Linked DNA regions of Zea mays: region 2 is linked to region 1. Evidence: chromatin contacts called from public Hi-C data. All regions are on one chromosome and are shown on one strand. Each heading gives the region's core, a stretch centred on a gene start, on an enhancer-like site or on the middle of the called end of the contact. The rest is flanking DNA. Distances are from core to core; before and after follow the strand shown.

What was found. A called contact is a pair of places that touch in the nucleus more often than the background predicts.
Region 2: a contact with region 1 is called in a Hi-C map of tassel, with 3 times the contacts expected there. The contact joins the promoter of LOC103653895 here to the promoter of LOC100381765 in region 1. A contact is called at or near these places in 2 of 25 Hi-C or Micro-C datasets (ear and tassel).

What each region holds. Positions count from the first base shown.
Region 1 is chr4:159,017,148-159,021,252 of Zm-B73-REFERENCE-NAM-5.0, reverse strand. It overlaps LOC100381765 (putative MAPKKK family protein kinase), which reads left to right and starts at 1,908. Exons shown (of 13, transcript NM_001321347.1): 1 at 1,908-2,398; 2 at 3,333-4,105. The coding sequence starts at 3,577.
Region 2 is chr4:159,378,701-159,382,727 of Zm-B73-REFERENCE-NAM-5.0, reverse strand. It overlaps LOC103653895 (protein FAM32A-like), which reads right to left and starts at 2,528. Exons shown (of 2, transcript XM_008680704.4): 1 at 1,248-2,528; 2 at 635-1,129. The coding sequence starts at 1,125. The coding sequence ends at 787.

The DNA of each region.
Region 1 (4,105 bases), core at 659-3,158:
CTCAGACATATGATGTAATCGACTATTATTCCCCTTTTATATTATTATTTGAGCACTGTGTGATGATGTCCAGTTATGTAACTGTTGTGTACGTGAATTGCTGATCCTGGCACGTACATGGTTCGCATTCGGTTTGCCTTCTAAAACCGGGTGTGACAGTATAGTTAGTGGCGGATTTAGAAACAAATGCTAGGAGTTCCTTTATCTTTTACCTCTAGTCCCTTCAAACTTTTATGACTGCAATTTTGTAGAGGGGTTTAGGAGAGGCTCTACATGTACACCAATAATGTATGTGGTGCGTAATGGGAGAGGAGAGGGAAGAAAAGGACTCAGAGCCCTACTTGCTAGATCTGTCACTTTGTCGTCTACCTTGAGATGCAACAAACCTATGCTTGCAACTATGCTACACGATCATACATATGCTTACAGTTAACATGAGAATCTGTATTAGGTCTATGGATGGCAGCGGGATGAGTAAGGTGCAAGTGGAGTAAATTATGCCCGCATTGTACCATAGGTAACATTTTTCCCATGTACAAGCATCTGTTGAGTATGATGTCCACATATATCCATACTCATAAGTTAGATTGTCACTAGAATAGAGGTATTTCACCCATGAGTAGGATTGTAATCCTTGGCTAGGCCCTATTTGAGCTATCCTCTTTCTCCGTGCAACACCTGTTTCAAATCTATCTCCATTTTCATGGATTTCTATTAGATGTTGGGATAGAAAGATGAAGGGGAACAATGATGCCACTGCATAAGGAGGAACAATGGTACAATCCATAGAAATGGCGAGATTGTCTACTTGTGTTGGTATAGAGAGGTGAAGGGGGAACAATGATGCCATTTCATAAGGAGGAACAATGGTACAAGCCATAAAAATGGCAAGATTGTCTACCTGGCCTAGCGCTAGTTACTCATGGCAGTTTATGCCCATCTAAGAAAACTTTTCGGTCTATCACTCATCCCAAAATTTCTCTAGACTAAGCACGCTTAACTCAAAGGTAGATAGACTTCTAAAAAAAGATACACCTTGTTGGCATTAGTATTTTATCAACCCTATTAAGCTTTGGGCTAGGATATCATAATCCACCCCCTTAGAAGATCGACACCCTTTTTGGTTAACACCAAGTCAGAATTTTCCCTTACTGGCCACATATTTGTATCTAGTGTCATTATATATCATTCCATGTGACATCTCGCGGCCCACACACACCATATGTCCGAACGTGTAACATCCAAGCTACCTCTAGACGCTGGTAGTTAATACTGACACCCCTCTATGATCATAGACTATCCTTACGAGACACGAGTCTTTTCTCTAGGTCAAAAATGTTTAACCTAGATGTTCTTTCGACATAGACCTCCGAAAAAGAATGTAAACCTTGTTGGTACGAGTATTGTTGATATTATGGACATCTTTTGTTTACATCTTCATCATACACATATATACAAATATACTCCTCTCACATATTATCATTTTCTTCTAAAATTAGATCAATGATTTTCTAAACCGTGTCTTTTGTTGTTCATCATATTCAAGTCTCAAATGAAAATGTGTTTTAATCTTACAATTTTTTGGAATTCATGATGTCTAGTAACATTTACAGATTTGCCGTAATTCAATAAAACAAAGGAGTGATCGCTGCGAACATCCTAATCATACCCCATTTCCAAATTAACCATAGCAGCACATGCAATGCAACACTGTAGTTAAGGCCCAGGCCCAGCGTTTGTCACGAGGAAGGAGCAGCTGCCACGGACCCCAGCCCCACCACGGCACGACTGGCCACAGTGATCCCGAACCGCACGAGATTCTCGCCACCACCAGCAACCATCCCCTCCCTCCTCACTGCCGTCCCGTCACAGCACAGCACGTCACAGCACAGGCGCGGCGCAAAGCACGCACACTCCCTTGGCCCTTCGCACAACGGCACAAGAGCATCGCGGAGCACGCAGCAGACAGGGCGAACAAAAACTGCCCCTCTTCCTCCTCCCCCGCTCCCGTCGTCGTCTCCTTTCCTCCCCCCCTTTCCCCCGCCCCCCGCATCCTGCATTACCCCCCTTGCGCGTCCCTCTCCGACCCCTCACCCCTCCAGATTCCTCCCGCCTACGCTCGCGGGCCTCTCCTGCCCGCCCGATTTCGCCTCGAAGCTCGTCGTCGCGGGTGTGCTTTTTCTTCGTGCCGATTTGCTGCGCCTCGTCGCCGGCGACCTCGGCGCTTGCAGGCGGCCAGGTGCAGCAGGACAGGTCTGCTTCCACAGACTTCTTCGTTGTTTCGCAGGTGGCGCCCACCTCCACCTTCTCTTCTCTGCCGCCGCCCTGCTCTAGTGGTTCCGGACCTGGGGTGGAGCGGAGATCCACCCGGGCTTCGATTGCTTTCGTCGTCTTGTTGGTACGCACTCCTAACTTGCTCGGAGTAGATAGATTGTGCTCGGAGTTTTTATTGTTGTGCGGGGAATATTAATGCGACTACTGCGAGTATTCAATTCGGAATCTTGCTTTATCTACACTCAGCTACCTGTGGATTTGCTTACAATCTACTGTGCTATTCTAGTCCGTCCATATAGTTCCATTATGCTGTTATTCTTCCGGGCATAATCAGTGCCAGTTGGCGCCACAGGATTTGATACCAAAGGTGCGGGTGTATTTGATTTCGCAAAAATCTCGAGGCAATGACTGCATCTTGTCCTTTCCTGCATAAATTCCAACTTGTATACAAGTTAGCTGAGTTATATCGGATTTCTTAGCGTTGGATACTTTAGAGCAGTTAGCCTGGTAGTTTATGCCACCCCGATTGAAATGGTGCATTGCATATTCGAATGTGCATATATCTTATGCCGCCAGCACATATCATACCCATTCAAAATGGTTATTACGTGAGAGCTCTGAAAGAAAGCTGCATATCATAAGCCCAGTGTTTTTGCATACATGGTTTTGATTAGATACTATGTCCATGTGGCTGTTAGTATTGCGGACAAACTTTTGGTCAACATTGTGATTATTTTCCCCCGTTACTTTACCCTTTTGCATGTAAGAGTTCTCATGAAAAATGATGTTACAAGATCGAACTAACGCTATTTTGGGGTCTGTTTCTTTTGATTTCTATATGATCCTAGCAAACCTTTGAAATGATGCCTATTATACTTCGAGTAAATTGTTTCCAATTGTGTGTTTTTTAGAGTACGCTACTCGTAATGATTACACAATTTATTGAAAATCTGGAACTGAACATCCACTTGCAGTCAGCTTAAGAAATTATTATGATATTTTGTTTTAGTGCTCCATTATTGTTATTGATATCACCTGGTGTTTGCATATGGTTTCAGGCTTTGGGGTGGAGACGACACTAAGTTGGAATTTTTATCACACAAGGAAGCAAGAACAGGAAAAATTCACATTTCAGTGTTGCACTCTGTGGAGGGTTCATTGTCAGTTCACCAAAATACTACAGTACTGGAGGGTTTTTGTTGAAGTGCTCCTCATGTTCACCATCTCTAAATTGTCATAGGCTCAGTCTGCATGATCTTGCTATGAGTGCATAGATAAATCATCTCCGTATCTGTGTTCAGTATGCCACCATGGTGGGGAAAATCTTCATCCAAAGAAGTGAAGAAGACTGCCAAAGAAAACCTCATTGACACATTTCAGCGTCTCATAAGTTCAAATGAACAAAAGGGAAGCAAAAAATCACGAGGTAGTCGTAGACATGGTAAAGACACAGCTGGTGACAAAGGTTGCTGGTCTACTGCCCAATCCCGCTCAACATCCCCTTCAAAAGAAGTCTCTCGGTGTCAGAGCTTTGCAGCAGATAGACCACATGCACAACCACTTCCTCTTCCTAAATCACGTGCTAGGGTGTCGCGTTCTTCTTCTGATATTACCAACTCAAAGTCCACTTTGGAAAAGCATGGAAAAGGACAACTGCTTCCACTCCCCCCAATTCAGCCTAAAAAAACACCTGAGGCTACTGAACCTGTTACTGAAGTAGCTACTGCTTCTGTCTCCAGCAACTGTTCTATTGATAGTGATGATCCTGGTGATTCTCGGCTTCAGATCCCTGTGGGAAATGAGACTGAAAATGCGACTAGAATCACTGCAA
Region 2 (4,027 bases), core at 1,279-3,778, 360 kb before region 1:
GCAGAGGGGTAGGAGAACCTCGGATCCGTGGGTGAGGGCTCGGCGCGGGCATAGCTGGGGCTGCCATCGCGAGTGGGGGAAGCGGACGGATCCGGCACGGCGCAGCGACTGTGTTGGAGCTCAAGGAAAGGGGCGACATTCACGGAGGACTCACTTGGATGATGGGAGATGGAGGCAGAACATGGTGCACGGTGTGGACGCCTACACACCGTGCTTATAGAGTAGTAGGGAAAGGCGCCTATCCTATTGGTTCACGCCCGATTAGCGAAGTCGGCTCGACAATTTAGCCAAGTTCGGTTAGGTGGGCAAGGATTTCCAATTGGTTCTCACGTCCATGAGCGTTTGTTCCGATTCAGAGAAAATCGAAATAATATATACAAACTCAATAATAATTCTTTGCATCAAACATCAATCAATTCGATTTGGTTTAGACTGCTTCAGGTGGGCCTCGATTCAGCCAACTTCATGTTGCATCAGAAGTTGTACTTTCTAGTTTTTAATCTGTTGTTAAGCTCTGCCAATATATTGAAAGAAAATGAGTTCCCTTGAAATATCAAAGCGGGTCGTATTTTGAATAAAATGAATGCAACTAAATCGGGCAACAAAAAAAGGCTTAAACACGGGATCAAAATACTTGGAACAAGCCTTTGAAAATAAATATTGTCTGCTGGTGGCAACAAGTCGTTTTATAACAATTGTAAAACGATACATAAAATGCTAACAGAAAACTAGATGAACCCACACAGTATACAATTATTTGTGCGTAACACAGCTAGATTGGCCATGTTAGCCAGGGCCAACTTTGGGGATGTCGTAGTGGTCGCTCAGCTTAGCCAGGTACTGGTTGAAGTCCTGCATGCGGTCCTTGTGTGACTTGTTGGCGACTTTGGCTATCTTCTGCATGTCGATCTTCTGCTTCTGTTCCATGTATCGACGCTCTGCTGGTGTGAGATGGTCATAGTCAAGATGTGAGTTCCCTTCATCTACATTCTTATCAGATTCAGTCTGAGACGACTCCTCACGCTGGTACTTTTTCTTCTTTTTCTTTACTCCACAATCTTTCACGTCCAGCGCTTTACCCTTCAACTTCAACCGTCCCCCAACGACGTTTTGGTATTCCAACATCTTGCTGTAACAAAGAAATCTAGTAAAGTTATAGAGAGACTGCCGTTAAACACGAGAGACGGAACTGCAGACGTTGTAGAGAGACTACGAACTGAAGGGATTACACGCTAAATATATAGTACCTAGTCACACGGGATTGAAGCGTCCAGAGTCCGTGTCCGAGCTCCTGTTCCACGCGGTGTCCGTGTTCGTGTCCGAGTCCGGGTCCGAGCTCCTGTTCCACGCGGTGTCCGTGTTCGTGTCCGAGTCCAGAGTCCGTGTCCGAGTCCAGAGTCCGTGTCCGAGCTCCACGTTTTGGTGCAGTTCAGTCTTGTGGTTGTGGGGAACAGTATTTGTCCGAGGCCCATCCTCGCGCGGTGCTCCCGTGCAAGGGCAGGTTCTCTCGTGCGGGCTGCGGTGCTGTGCGCTGACGTCGGCGCAGCCGTGCCGCCTTGCGGAGCCGTCGCATCTGTCATGCTGCGGCGGTCGCCAAACTCGTCGTGCCTGCACCGTTGCTCCTCCGGGAACACAAGCGACCCCGACCCCGGCCGAGAGGAGACCTTGCCGGACCCGTGCGACCGCAGGCCGCTCTCGCTTCGACCCCGGTCCATGGCCTCCCCGCCGGCAACCCCAGACGCTCCCCGAAGATAGACGGGCAGGCACCGCAGCCACTCCACTCGACGCCTTTCCGCGCCTTGCTATACTTGGCTCGCAGTGATGCCTGACTTTTGGGTTCGTCGCCGGTTTATGCTAGCGGTGGTGCTCGCGGTCGCGTGACGGCGGGCGAAGCAGAAGGTTCCGGAACAACGTAGAGCTGAGCAGCCGCAGCCGGCAAGCCTACAAGGCTACAACTACAATACAGTCAAAACTTATGCCTGTCGTCTTACTGCCCACAGCCACAGGCCACAGGCCACAGATTGGGTGGCCAGGTCGCGTACGTGGCATGCCATGGCAGGGGTTCGGTAGGAGGTGCGATTAGATGATTGGGTTAGTTGGAATCAAAAAGATTTGGCAGCGTGATTTAGGCCGCGAGCGTTCCGTCTTCTCCGCTCCGCCGCCGCTCTCTGCTCGCACAGACGCACAGGCACGGAGTTGCTCGCTTCTCCGCCGCGGCGCCGGCGGCCGTCGCTCGCTCGCTCCGCGCCTTCGTGGGACTGCCGCTCGCGTTTGCGTTCGCGTCTCCCCTCTGCGCACTGCGCTAGTGCGTTGTGCCTCCGCGGGCGGAGGAGGAGAGGAAGACGCTGCCGGCCGCCGGCGGCTTAAAAGGGCTGGGACGCAGGGCACGATTATCAGTTTGTGCCTTGAGAGTTGCATGTTTCGCATAGATCTTATCTAAGAAGCTAATGATCGGTGAAAAACAACTTCTACTTTATCTGATTTCAGTTTTTTTTCTAGAGAAGCAACTGAACTGCTAAGCAGCTATTAGCAGGTACCGATCTACGAAAAGATTATGAAATAAATTATGCAAGAAAAAACAAGAGTGGACTCACATTTGTGACAGAACTGCAGAAGTCTTGAGTTCTCTTCAATTTATAGAACTCTATGACATAGCAAAAAAAAGTTATTCTCATAGCCAAAAAGAAAACATCAGGACGATCACATAATAGTCTAGGATTTACCTAGAATTGTGATTCAATTTATGACTTCTTTAGATATAAAGACCAATTCTTAGCTATGTCTATAAATTAGTCAAAATTAGCTCTAGTGCATCTAACAGAAGGGTTAATGTAACACCCCTGGTGTTACGATAACTAAAAATTTTTGTATGTCATCATCTGCACTTGCATTAACTGCTTGTTACACATAGAATGCATTCACTAGATCAAAAATTTTACAATAAGATGATGTTGTGTGCAGACTACAGAGTAGAGGACCTAGTTAAGGATCTAAGCTAAACAAGAGCAGGTCATCCCTTGAGCAAGTAACAAATTGACTTTGAGTCTTGAAGTGCTAAAGGCAATTTCTAGAGTCTATAGAAAATTTGTTTTCAAAGATAGATCAAGTGGAAGAAATACTTGGACCGAAGGATTAACTGCAAAATCCTAAGGCTTGAAAACCTTTATTGGAATTGAGTGTAAGCAAACAACTCCTAAATCAAGGATACTTTGGACCTGAGTTCTATAAGCCAAAGTTGGATTTGAGATTAAGGAGCAACTTTGCTTTAGGAGGATGGATAAGTTTGCTTTTGATATGTGGATTAGAAGTGGTGAAGCACTTAGGGTGGTTGAGTATCTATAAGCCCTAAACTTGCCCAAAGGTGGAATTTAAAATCTAGAAAGGATTGGTTAAAAGTTCATATACCAAAGTTGTAGAGCTTGGAATAGTGAATAATTCTTATTTGGATATTTCCAAGTTTTATAGAGAAAATTGGAGTAATTCACAAAAATTCAGTTTTGGGTTCATTTTGGAACTTCTGAAAATATATAAACTAGTCAAATTTGGACCCTTGTAACTTCTGATCTAGGACCATTTTGAAGATGATCATTATAACAAAGTCATAGAGCTACATGAGGAGTATAAGTTTGGTTAAGTCATCTAGCTCTAAAACTATTTGGAACTTAGAGAAAAACTGGTCCAAAGTAGAGCTAACAGAGTTTCTCGATTTCAGACTTGGTAGAATTCGGAGTCTGAATTTCAGCAATTGGAGCAAACTTTGGGCTATTGTAGTTTGGAATCCAAGAGGTTTTGGTTAATGACCACTATAGAAAAATTGTGGGATACGTATAGGAGAACAACTTTTATTAAGTGTGACAGCCCTGGAACTATATACAACTAGGAGAAGAGGTGATCCAAAGTGGGGTTGACAGACTTTTGAGTTTTCAGATTTGGAACAGTGACTGAAACTGAGATTTCAATATATATAGCTGTTTTTGGAGCTCAATTGTGCCTAATCCATGAGGTTTTGGGCTGTAGAATATATAGA